Regions from separate parts of the Mus musculus genome. Here region 2 is linked to region 1. The links are chromatin contacts, called in public promoter capture Hi-C maps. All regions are on one chromosome and are shown on one strand. Each heading gives the region's core, a stretch centred on a gene start, on an enhancer-like site or on the middle of the called end of the contact. The rest is flanking DNA. Distances are from core to core; before and after follow the strand shown.

Evidence for each region. Promoter capture Hi-C pulls out the DNA fragments that hold promoters and counts their contacts.
Region 2: a contact with region 1 is called in a promoter capture Hi-C map of liver, with 2.6 times the contacts expected there. The contact joins the promoter of Chn2 here to the enhancer-like site in region 1. A contact is called at or near these places in 13 of 39 promoter capture datasets (the 3T3-L1 cell line, the HPC-7 cell line, HPC-7-derived erythroid cells and 7 more), 12 of 484 Hi-C or Micro-C datasets (3T3-L1-derived adipocytes, the HPC-7 cell line, embryonic fibroblasts and 5 more), 7 of 115 datasets of contacts at active chromatin or transcription factors (embryonic stem cells, extraembryonic endoderm stem cells and liver) and 2 of 9 other capture datasets (adipose tissue and embryonic stem cells).

The regions. Positions count from the first base shown.
Region 1 is chr6:53,993,863-53,998,556 of GRCm38.p6, reverse strand. 4921529L05Rik (RIKEN cDNA 4921529L05 gene) reads right to left here. Exons shown (of 4, transcript NR_110484.2): 2 at 2,645-2,759. Among named protein-coding and RNA genes, the nearest start is that of 4921529L05Rik, 18 kb to the right of the region's middle. Within about 2 kb of position 2,861, at least 21 of the 459 cell types and tissues checked have an H3K27ac peak or open chromatin away from gene starts, as enhancers often do. A contact at or near this core is called in liver, where this site is marked.
Region 2 is chr6:54,037,945-54,042,482 of GRCm38.p6, reverse strand. It overlaps Chn2 (chimerin 2), which reads right to left and starts at 2,551. Exons shown (of 13, transcript NM_001163640.1): 1 at 2,328-2,551. The coding sequence starts at 2,376.

The sequences.
Region 1 (4,694 bases), core at 1,612-4,111:
ACATTACTGTTGGGTCCACCATTCTTTCCATTTTTGCAGACAGTGTTTTTGCTTTGTCCATAATTCTTGGTGTATGCCATTATACCTCCTATGAGCATTTGACAGTTTGTGTACCTGTGAGTGTATGTGTGTGTGTGCGTGTTTATACCTGCACGTGTACCAACATGTGTATATGAGTTTGTACCTGAATGAATATACATATGCACATATGTACATGTGTGTGTGTGTGTGTGCACCCTAGTGTGCATGTCAGAGCTTTATGGTAGGTATCGCCCTCAACCACTCTTTACCCTATTTTTTGAGACAGGTTCTCTCATTGAAGCTGGAATTCAACACCAGCACTGTGATCACAGGTGCGTGCAGAAGGTCCAACACAGGCCCTTGTGCTTGCTCAGCACTGACCCCTCACTCCCAACCCCCTTTTCAGTCTTTTTACCCCCAACAACATGGATCCTTCAACGATGTCTGTTACTTTGTTCTTTGGGACTGCAGCAGTGGAAGAATAGAACATGGCTAACAGTGATAAGCGACCAACTCTGTTATTTCAGCTTTGTAGTTCTTGATCACTTTTCATTTTATTTTTAGGCTAAATGAGCCTCTTCCTGGTAACATTATCAGGGAAGCAACAGTGAGTGAAACATAAAATAAAATAGATTGGAGGGAAAATGAGGCAATCAAGGGTTGCAGTGACCCCGGCATGTGTGAGGTTGACACCAGCAAAGCTTACCATACTATTCAAGAATCAAAATTTTCTCTAGCTGAATGAGTGCACTCTGAAATAATTACATTGTGTGATATATTTAAACCATAAGCCAATGCCATAAAGCAGTAACGTCAGTATGAGGTACTGTGAATTGCACATAATTATAGGCACTGTCCTTCTTACTGGCATGCAATAGGATTGTTTATCCCAAATCATCACTCTTATAATGTGCTTTTCTGTGACACTATCATGTCACTAGAGGATGTGCGTTTTTCAGCTACATTATGATTTTATGAGACTATTGGATGAAACACTATTATATACCACATGACCATATCTTAATAAATATTATTATCATTTAGTTTTCTTTTAGCAAACGTATGCTAACACAGAGGAAAATGCAGAGGAATTTTAATTCAACAACATGACTACTCTGGTTGGAATACAGACATGCCTTAGTCCTAGGAGACAGAGACAAGCAGATCTCTAAGTTCAAAGCCAGCCTGGTAAAGAACAAATTTTAGGTAAAGAAAAGCTTAGGTACAGGCGAAGCGGCACACACCTTTGATCCCAGCACTTAGGAGACAGATGATGCAGATTTGTGGGTTCCAGTCAGCCAGTTTGCTTGTGTCAGAGGCACTGCAGTGGACTGAACTTCATGGCAGTCAGCCCGTGGAGTTCAGAGGCAGTTTTTACAAGGAGAGTTTTATAGAGACAGGTTGCAGAAAGAACAAGCTAGACACAGATGAAGAAAGACAAGGCAGAGAATGAGAAGGAGCCAGAAGATTAGAACAGATTGTCAGAGTTAGTTTGAGGCCAAGCAGAGCAATTCAGTGGGAAGCTGAGAGAAGTCAGGTTGAATCAGTCAACCTGGAGAGGAGTTTGAGCCAGAACAGCTGAGCTGAACAAACCAGCCAGAGCTCAGAAGAAACTGGTAAGGGTGAGCTTATTCAGCAGTAAGCCCCCTAGATGACAATTACATCAAATGAATGAAAGCTTCTTTCCAGGAACAGAAATTTCCCAATAGAAACCATGTTTTACTCAACATCGACAAAACTAAATGGTTGTGAAATGCCTTTAAACTTTCCAATGTTGCAATACTTATCTCTCCTAAAATAAACTGTAGTGGGGTTTTTGGTGCAACATGATCGTAAATATGAATGCTTATGTGTGATCCAGTCTGTGTTTACTACAAGAGTCAGTTTGGCTTTCGTTTTCAGCTGCATTTTGGTCAAAGGCATATATTGGCTAGCAGCTTTCTTTGTGTTTAACCCAAGAGGCCCTTGCCCAAGGCTGCACAGTAGAAACTGCTCTGCCTTGGCCCTTGACTGTGGTACTCCCTCCAATACAGGTAGGAGTCTATGGAAATGCACCATTGAACACCATGCCCTTAAGCCCACTGTTCCTCAATCCAGGGTTGTAAATTCCTCCTACAAAAGCCACAAGACCTGTTTTTAGGATCCACATGCAAGCAGACAAATTGTATCTAGATGAGTAACCCCCAGGGGAAGACAATGTTGCTTCTTGCTACTGTGTTCCTAAACCCAAGAGGTGGCTATTGCCAGCTGCTTCAGTGTTGCTGGTCTGAGCTTCAACCTATGGTCTAGAGATTTTCCTGTAGAGAGAGGTAGCTGCAGAGCACGATAGGAAAGCACCTTTCCAGGTTTCCACCTTGAAATGCAGAACCTGAATTTCAAACCTGGTCTTTTGTATAATGATACACCTTAATGAGGATATCAAGGTAGGAAGGCAGAACCTACAGCATCCAATGGTTTCTTAACTTGGCAGTGTCTACGCACCTGGGCATCTGAGTATGGACTTGCATTTTTAAGCTCACCGTGGGCCCTATAAACATTCAAGGCACTGAATATAGTTTTAAAGAATCACTTTTCTTCCACTAGCAAATTCTTCTCTGTGAAGAGTTAAGTGGATAGGAAATACCTCCATGCATAATGTATGACAGGAAACTAAGTCTGCAGTCTGGAGACTCCACAATCTGCACCAGGGTTTTCTTCTAGTCTGCCCGATGACACAACAGGGAGGCACTCTGGAAAAACTAAGATTCAGTGGCATTAAGCAATTTGTTCCAGGCCACAAAACTAGAGCTTCAGTTAGCTTTAGTTGCACAATAAACTGCCTTAAATTGAAAGTGACTTAAAATAGCAGTGATTGATTTTTTTTTTCCTTGCCTGGAGGGTTGGGCTGGGCTGCAACGCTGCCAGGCCTCTGGCTGGGTGGGCAGCCGAGGTCAGCTAGAGACAGGGCTGGGAGGGACGGTTCCCAGTGCTTCTCACTTGTGTCCAGTTTGGTGCTGCAAGGGCTGAGAATGAATCTCCCCCCCCCCCCAGTACTGTCTTTGCTGCCGACCACTGTGCATCCTTGCCATTTTTAATCTAGCCTCTTCCTTCTGCCCTTTGGCTCCCTGCCCACCACCTGATGACTTTTAATGGTATACACTCAAATCACTTACTGGCAATGTTACCTTGAGTGGTTACTTAACCTGAGTCTCAGTTTCCCATGTACAGAATGAGGATATAGCACAGATCACATCAGGGTGTTCCGTAGTGTTTCCAGCAGCAATGCAAGAGTGTTTGGCTCCGGGTTGGCACTTGATTACCATTAAAAGGATTGCCTAATCCGTATGGTGTTACCTGTTTGCATATGACCTCGGGACTGACCACTTGTTATCAGATAAAAAATTGTATTTTATACTTAGGAATATATATGCATATATATGTTTAAATGCATATATATGCCTATCTATCATCTATATCTACCTATCTATCTATCTATCTATCTATCTATCTATCTATCTATAGAACATGCATGCAAATGGAACAACAATTAAAAATAAGATGCCATGCATTTGAGTGGGAGGGGTCAAAGAGAGGAAAGGGAAAATTATATGATTATATTTTATAATTAGAAAAACAGTCATAAAAATGATTGCACTGGAGGATCAAGGAATGTATGTTGATTGTCAGGCAGAGGGAATGAACCACTGTTCGTTTTTCAGGCGACCCCTGAGCTTGCAAGTATTGGAGTGGGGAAGTAGTTTCATGTTATGGCGTTGGAATTCTAAGACAACAGCTCTGGGAAGGTGGAAGAGAAAACAAAACAAACAAGGAGCTCGTCCCATCATGACATTGCAGGAGCTTTCTCTCTCTTATGGAACCTTCAGGAAACTGCGTGTCACCCTTAGGCAAGGGCCAGGCCAGTCTCTGTTCCAGCTTCCGCCATGAAGTTTCTCTATTAGTTTTTAAGATTCCATCTTGGAGTTCCTTGGTCCTTGCTTCTCCCCACATGGAAAGTGCTCCAGTGCTCCACCAGTCTTCGGGACCTAGGTGGGGACATATCTTTGACCCATAGGTCTGAGTTAGAGGAATCTGAGAAGCACTTAAGAGGCGGCTTTTGAGGATGTGCTCTGGACTGGCAGTTTTACTCCCGCCATACTGCTGATCCCCACTGGGTCAGACCAGCTTGTGTCTGTGCACAGTGAGCAGGAAATGCTGTGTGCCTGCATCTTTCCTGCAGCTGTGCCAGTCCTTGGGATCCCTCGGGAGAGAAAAGCCTAGGGATTCAGGTAGGGGGGCCCGGGCTTTCAAGCTGGAATGGGGATGCTCTGGGTGCCAAGTCAGCTGCAGCTCCAGAAAGTCCCTGACTCAGCTGGTGTCTCTTCTAAGCTAGGAGGCATTTGAGTCTAGGCCAGGAGCCCTGGAGTCCCCCATCCTCTCTGAGCCAAGGGATTCAAGCACAGGGTCCTCCCTTCACCTGGGTCTCTGAAGGACCGTTTTGGTTTTGTGGGTGCTGGAGAGCAAGGGAGACAAAAAGAGCCTTGGGACACTTTCCTTACAGAAGGGGAAGCAAACACACCCGGCCACCTGTTAATGTTTGTGAAATGTGGGGTCAGGAGGGAACCAGAGCAGCCTGACAAGTGGTCTCTTCTTGGTCCCGTATTGTCACTGAGCTCTGAGGAGGCTATATGGGGGTC
Region 2 (4,538 bases), core at 1,302-3,801, 44 kb before region 1:
ACTGGTCAGCAGTGGAGCCAGAATTCAAATACAATGATCTCAGAAGCTTGAAGCTACAAAGAAAGCTAGAATTATCTTCCTTGCTAAGCCTTGAAGCCCAAGCCTGGCCCACAGTTGGCCCTTCCGCATGGTGACTAATGGGTTCACAGAGTGCCCTACTTTCTCAGACTCTGGCCTTTGCCTGAGAGAACCCAGCTGCTCTGAGAAGCAGGCTCTATTCTTTGCTGCTCAACACCTCTCACAGGTGTGAATTGCTTGTGTCCTCTGAATTATTCATTATCTACACAATGGTAAGTGTGCTTTTTAAAAAGAACTATGATTCCATATTTTGCAAGACAAAGTGTCTGATGAATTGGGGAAGTAAGCTATATAAGCCCACAGGTCAGGTTGATTTACATGAAATAGTAAATAGATTTATGTCCACTCTTGGCATCTCAGATTCCATGCAATTTCCCACAGTTTCCAACAGGATTAAAAACGGGCGGTCCATAAAACGGGAGAGAAAGCCATTGTAAGCATGCCTCCCCTATCTGCAAAACAATTACCACCCTCTACAGCTTATCCTGGCATCTTGGAGCAGCAGAGTCCTCCCAGGGCTGAGTTAGGATTTGTCATCGGGCTTCTTAAGCTGTGTCAAGATGCAGAATTTCCGATGCCACAGCAGCTGTGATCCACGCCTCCAGCGGACCCTGAGATGATGCTGTCTCCTCGCCTTCCTCAGTTGGCCCCCTTGCTACCTTTCCCCCCCCTCAGTCCATCAAACGGGCAGGCTTTGGAGAGGGAGAAACATGTGCTAATAGGAAGCCAACATCTCTGCATCTTAAATTCAATGTTAGTCAACCAAAATGAATTGAAACGCAGCAGCAGTGGTTTGAGGGTACTAAAAATAAGCCTTAGCATTTGCTGAGTTCTCAGAATTAAAACCACAGGCGGTCAACTTGTTGCTGTTCTTAATAAGAGCTGACTGCTCTGCCCACCAGTCCCTACTGCCAGCCGCTTAAACTACCGGACACCTAACAATGCTGTTTTTATTAGTTGGCAGCAGTCATTAAAGGAAATGTCATTTCCCTGGGACTAAACTTTCCCTGGGACTAAACCTGGCCAAAAAAAAAAAAAAAAAAAAAAAATAGCATGTAGCTTTCAAGAGAACACCTACACTGGTCACAGTCACCTTGTGTCTACAATCTGATTAGTTACACATCCATAGCTATGATTCCTTTTAATGCCTGCCTTCCTGCCAGTGCTGCATCTCTTCTCCACTCCGGATTTAATTTTTGGAGAATAAATAAAAGGAACTCAATTGTGGACACCATACAGTAGTAACACACTGAGCATTCCCACCAGGACTTGAAGACTGTTGTCTTGGACCCTTGAGTTCTGTATACCATGCCAAATGTCTTACCAGCCATCCCTTCAGGGTTTCTTATTAAAGTTTTCAGTGACCAAAGGGGTAGTAGAACTGTACCTAATGCATCAGTCTGATTAGAAACCTGTCATGTTCAGAAACCAGAGGGGCTGCCTCCATTGATTCTTATGCATTCACATTCATTATCATTTTTTTCTGTTCAATTAGACCTGCTGATCAACCATAGAAAAGCTTGAAAGCCCTTCTTTCACCCAGCCACATTTAACACTGAAAAAAAAAGAAGCCTTGAAAGTAAAATTACAGCCCCCACCGCCCCCCTCCCGCGCGCACACATGTTCTCTGTGTCTGTCTCACAGTCTCTCTGTCTCTGTCTGTCCCTACACACACACACACACACACACACACACACACACACTCACACACACACACTAAACACGCCAGGAGTCAGAGGCTGGGCTCAACCTCCATTCCACTATCCCACTTCAGTCAGATGAGCAAGACACATTTTCGTCCTGGCTGCTCTCTCAAACCCATACCCCAAGCGAGTGTCTCCAAGGAGCTAATTTCTGAAACAAACAAAGAAATCCGAGTCTGCAAGGAGCTGGGGTTTGCACCCTTCTTTGGCTCTGAGTATCCAAGGTTTCTGGCACCAAGGCAGACAGGTCCCGAGCCCAGCTGTGCCCTCAGCTTCCCTGCGCCTTCTGCCCCTGTTCCAGCTGTGCAGAAAGTGCAAGGCTGCTGGCAGCTACTGCTCGCCAGGAGCCCCAGACTCCAGGTCCGCACGCCTAGGACACCACCGAGTCCCACCACTACACTGTCACCGCTCAGACGCAAAGGTGTTGACCACCTTAACAAGTGTCCCAGTGACGCTCGTGTCCCGCGCCACGCTCTCCTAGAGCGGGAGGGACGGCCACAGGTAGACTCTCCATCCCAGCACGGGCGCCCGCGCGCTGAAACTCACCAGAGGACACGGAGGAGCCGGACAGACTAGAGTTGCTGGATGCTGCCATCTCGGCGCCGCGCGTCACCGCTCTCTCAGTCCTGGTGCGGGCGGCGTCGCCGCTGCCCTCGGCCGGCTGCTCGCAGCCCGCGCGGCCCCCAGCCCATGGCAAAGTCCTGGGGACGCGCGGGAAGCACCGGCCTCCGGACTCTGCCTGTACTTCCTGCTCCGCCAGATGACGCGCTGCCGCCGCCGCTATTTATTCGTGCTCGCCGTCCCTCTCGGCGCCTGGGCGCACTCCGCTGCGGGCGTCGAGGTGGCAGGGGCACAGCGAGGCCAAGGCGGCCGGCCAGGAGGATGGGACCACCTCTCTCGGCGTCCCCGCTGTCCCCGCCGCGGGCCCGCTCCCTGCGCGCGACTGGAACCTGGGCGCCCTTCGGCTCCCGGCACTGACTCTAGGGATCCAGCCTCTCCCGCCGCCGCACTTCGAGCGGCCCGGGCAAAGGCGGGGGAGACAGATAGACAGCGACCTCCCCCTTCTCCCTCCTCCCCAACTCGGCTCGCGCGCGCACACAAAGGAAGGAGAGGAACGCCGGCGCTCCGGGCTGAATCCGCTCGGCCGGCTTGACAGCTCCTGCAACCCTGGCTGCAGGGGGAGGCTGCAGACCAAGGGGTGGAGACCATCAGGACTCGGAGCCTGCCCCGAGGTGTTGGGCACGCCGCCAGGGACGCGAGGCGGGCCGGGCAGCAGTGTACAGTGCTGCTTCCCGAATTAGAAGGGGATGGAGGGGTCGTAGGAGGAAGGTGGTGGGACTGGCAGCAAGCTCTAGGTTTGGATCAGCCACACAGCTCGGGGGAGGGGGTGCAGGGGTGGGGGTACTTCCAGAAGGAGAAGACAAGGTCTCTAAGGATTACGTGCGGGTTTGGAGCAGGCCAGGATGCCACCAAGGCTGGGAAGCGCCCTTCCCATCACCCTTTAATTTGTCCTTTGTTGGTCAGGAACCGAAGGTCCCTGCCCTGCCACAAGAAGCGTCTCCTAAAGCAGAGAGAGCTGATCTAGCTACACTTAAGTACCCCAGACACTGGCAGGGACAGTGCCCCCAAAGTCCACTATGCTTCTGAGACCGGTGCTAAAAGAAATAGAGACATCCCAAAGGTGGCATCGGTCTTACACAAAGAAAGTGGTTCTCTGCCCCTTGGTAGGATCTTCACAAAAGACTGACTCTGCAGCAGGTGCGACTGAATCCTTTAAGGATAAGGAATTGCCTAGGTGTACCGGAGAAAGGGACTGGAGCCGGTGTGTGCCATCCTCCTGTATTTAAACCTAAATTAATTTTACTGGAAGGAAATGTCATGCAGATATATATTTTTTAAAATCCGTTTCACGCTCCCAGCAGGGTAATCGGTTCTTTCATTCCTAAAGCTACAGAAAAACTGTGAAATTTGAACAGAAATTGTTAGATCAAAGGGAAAAAAAGCAAACATTAAAGGAATGAAAGTACTCTCATTATAGAGCAAAACGGAAAGTGTTCTCATTGGGAGCGGCACGATTTGAAAAACATGGCTAAAAAGGACATAGTCCATTTGAAAATGATCAGGAGTGACTCTGGAACAGCAGCGAGGTCCTGGGGGCCTCCACATCGGAAGAGGACCTCATGTACAGTGAATAATAAATGTTAAAGGATCATGATATGCACTCATGTCACATTTTCTACTTGATTTAAAGTATATGTTATATCCCCACCACCACCGGGGATGCCATCCCAGTGTGACTGCCCAACAAGTGCCCCACCCACTTTTGTTTGTTGATTAGTTTAAAGGGGTGGGATGGGGTGAACTTCTTGCTGAAAGCCTGTGGGCCACTTCAGTTACACTGAGCATTTTCTTCCTGGACTCCATTTACAGGGGCTCTTAAGACAGATCTGCCTGGGTCAACTAGACTCAGGTACTGCCAAGTCTCCCTACCCCAGACACTTTTGGAGGGCACTGCAACCTTGAGGTGACCTCATCTGGAGCCTTATGGGGACATATACTCACCCAGCATGATCTTGACCACTCTATGAGAGTGAAACTTCTTGGACACCCAGAGTTCAAGACATGACATGGCATTGGTTGTCTGACTAGTAATTTACAAAGCCCTCTGGAGCTTTAGATGGCAGACATGGCTATGTCACTGAACAGGATCATTACGACCTGGGCATTGAAGAAGACCAGCATCTCACTTCAAACTAG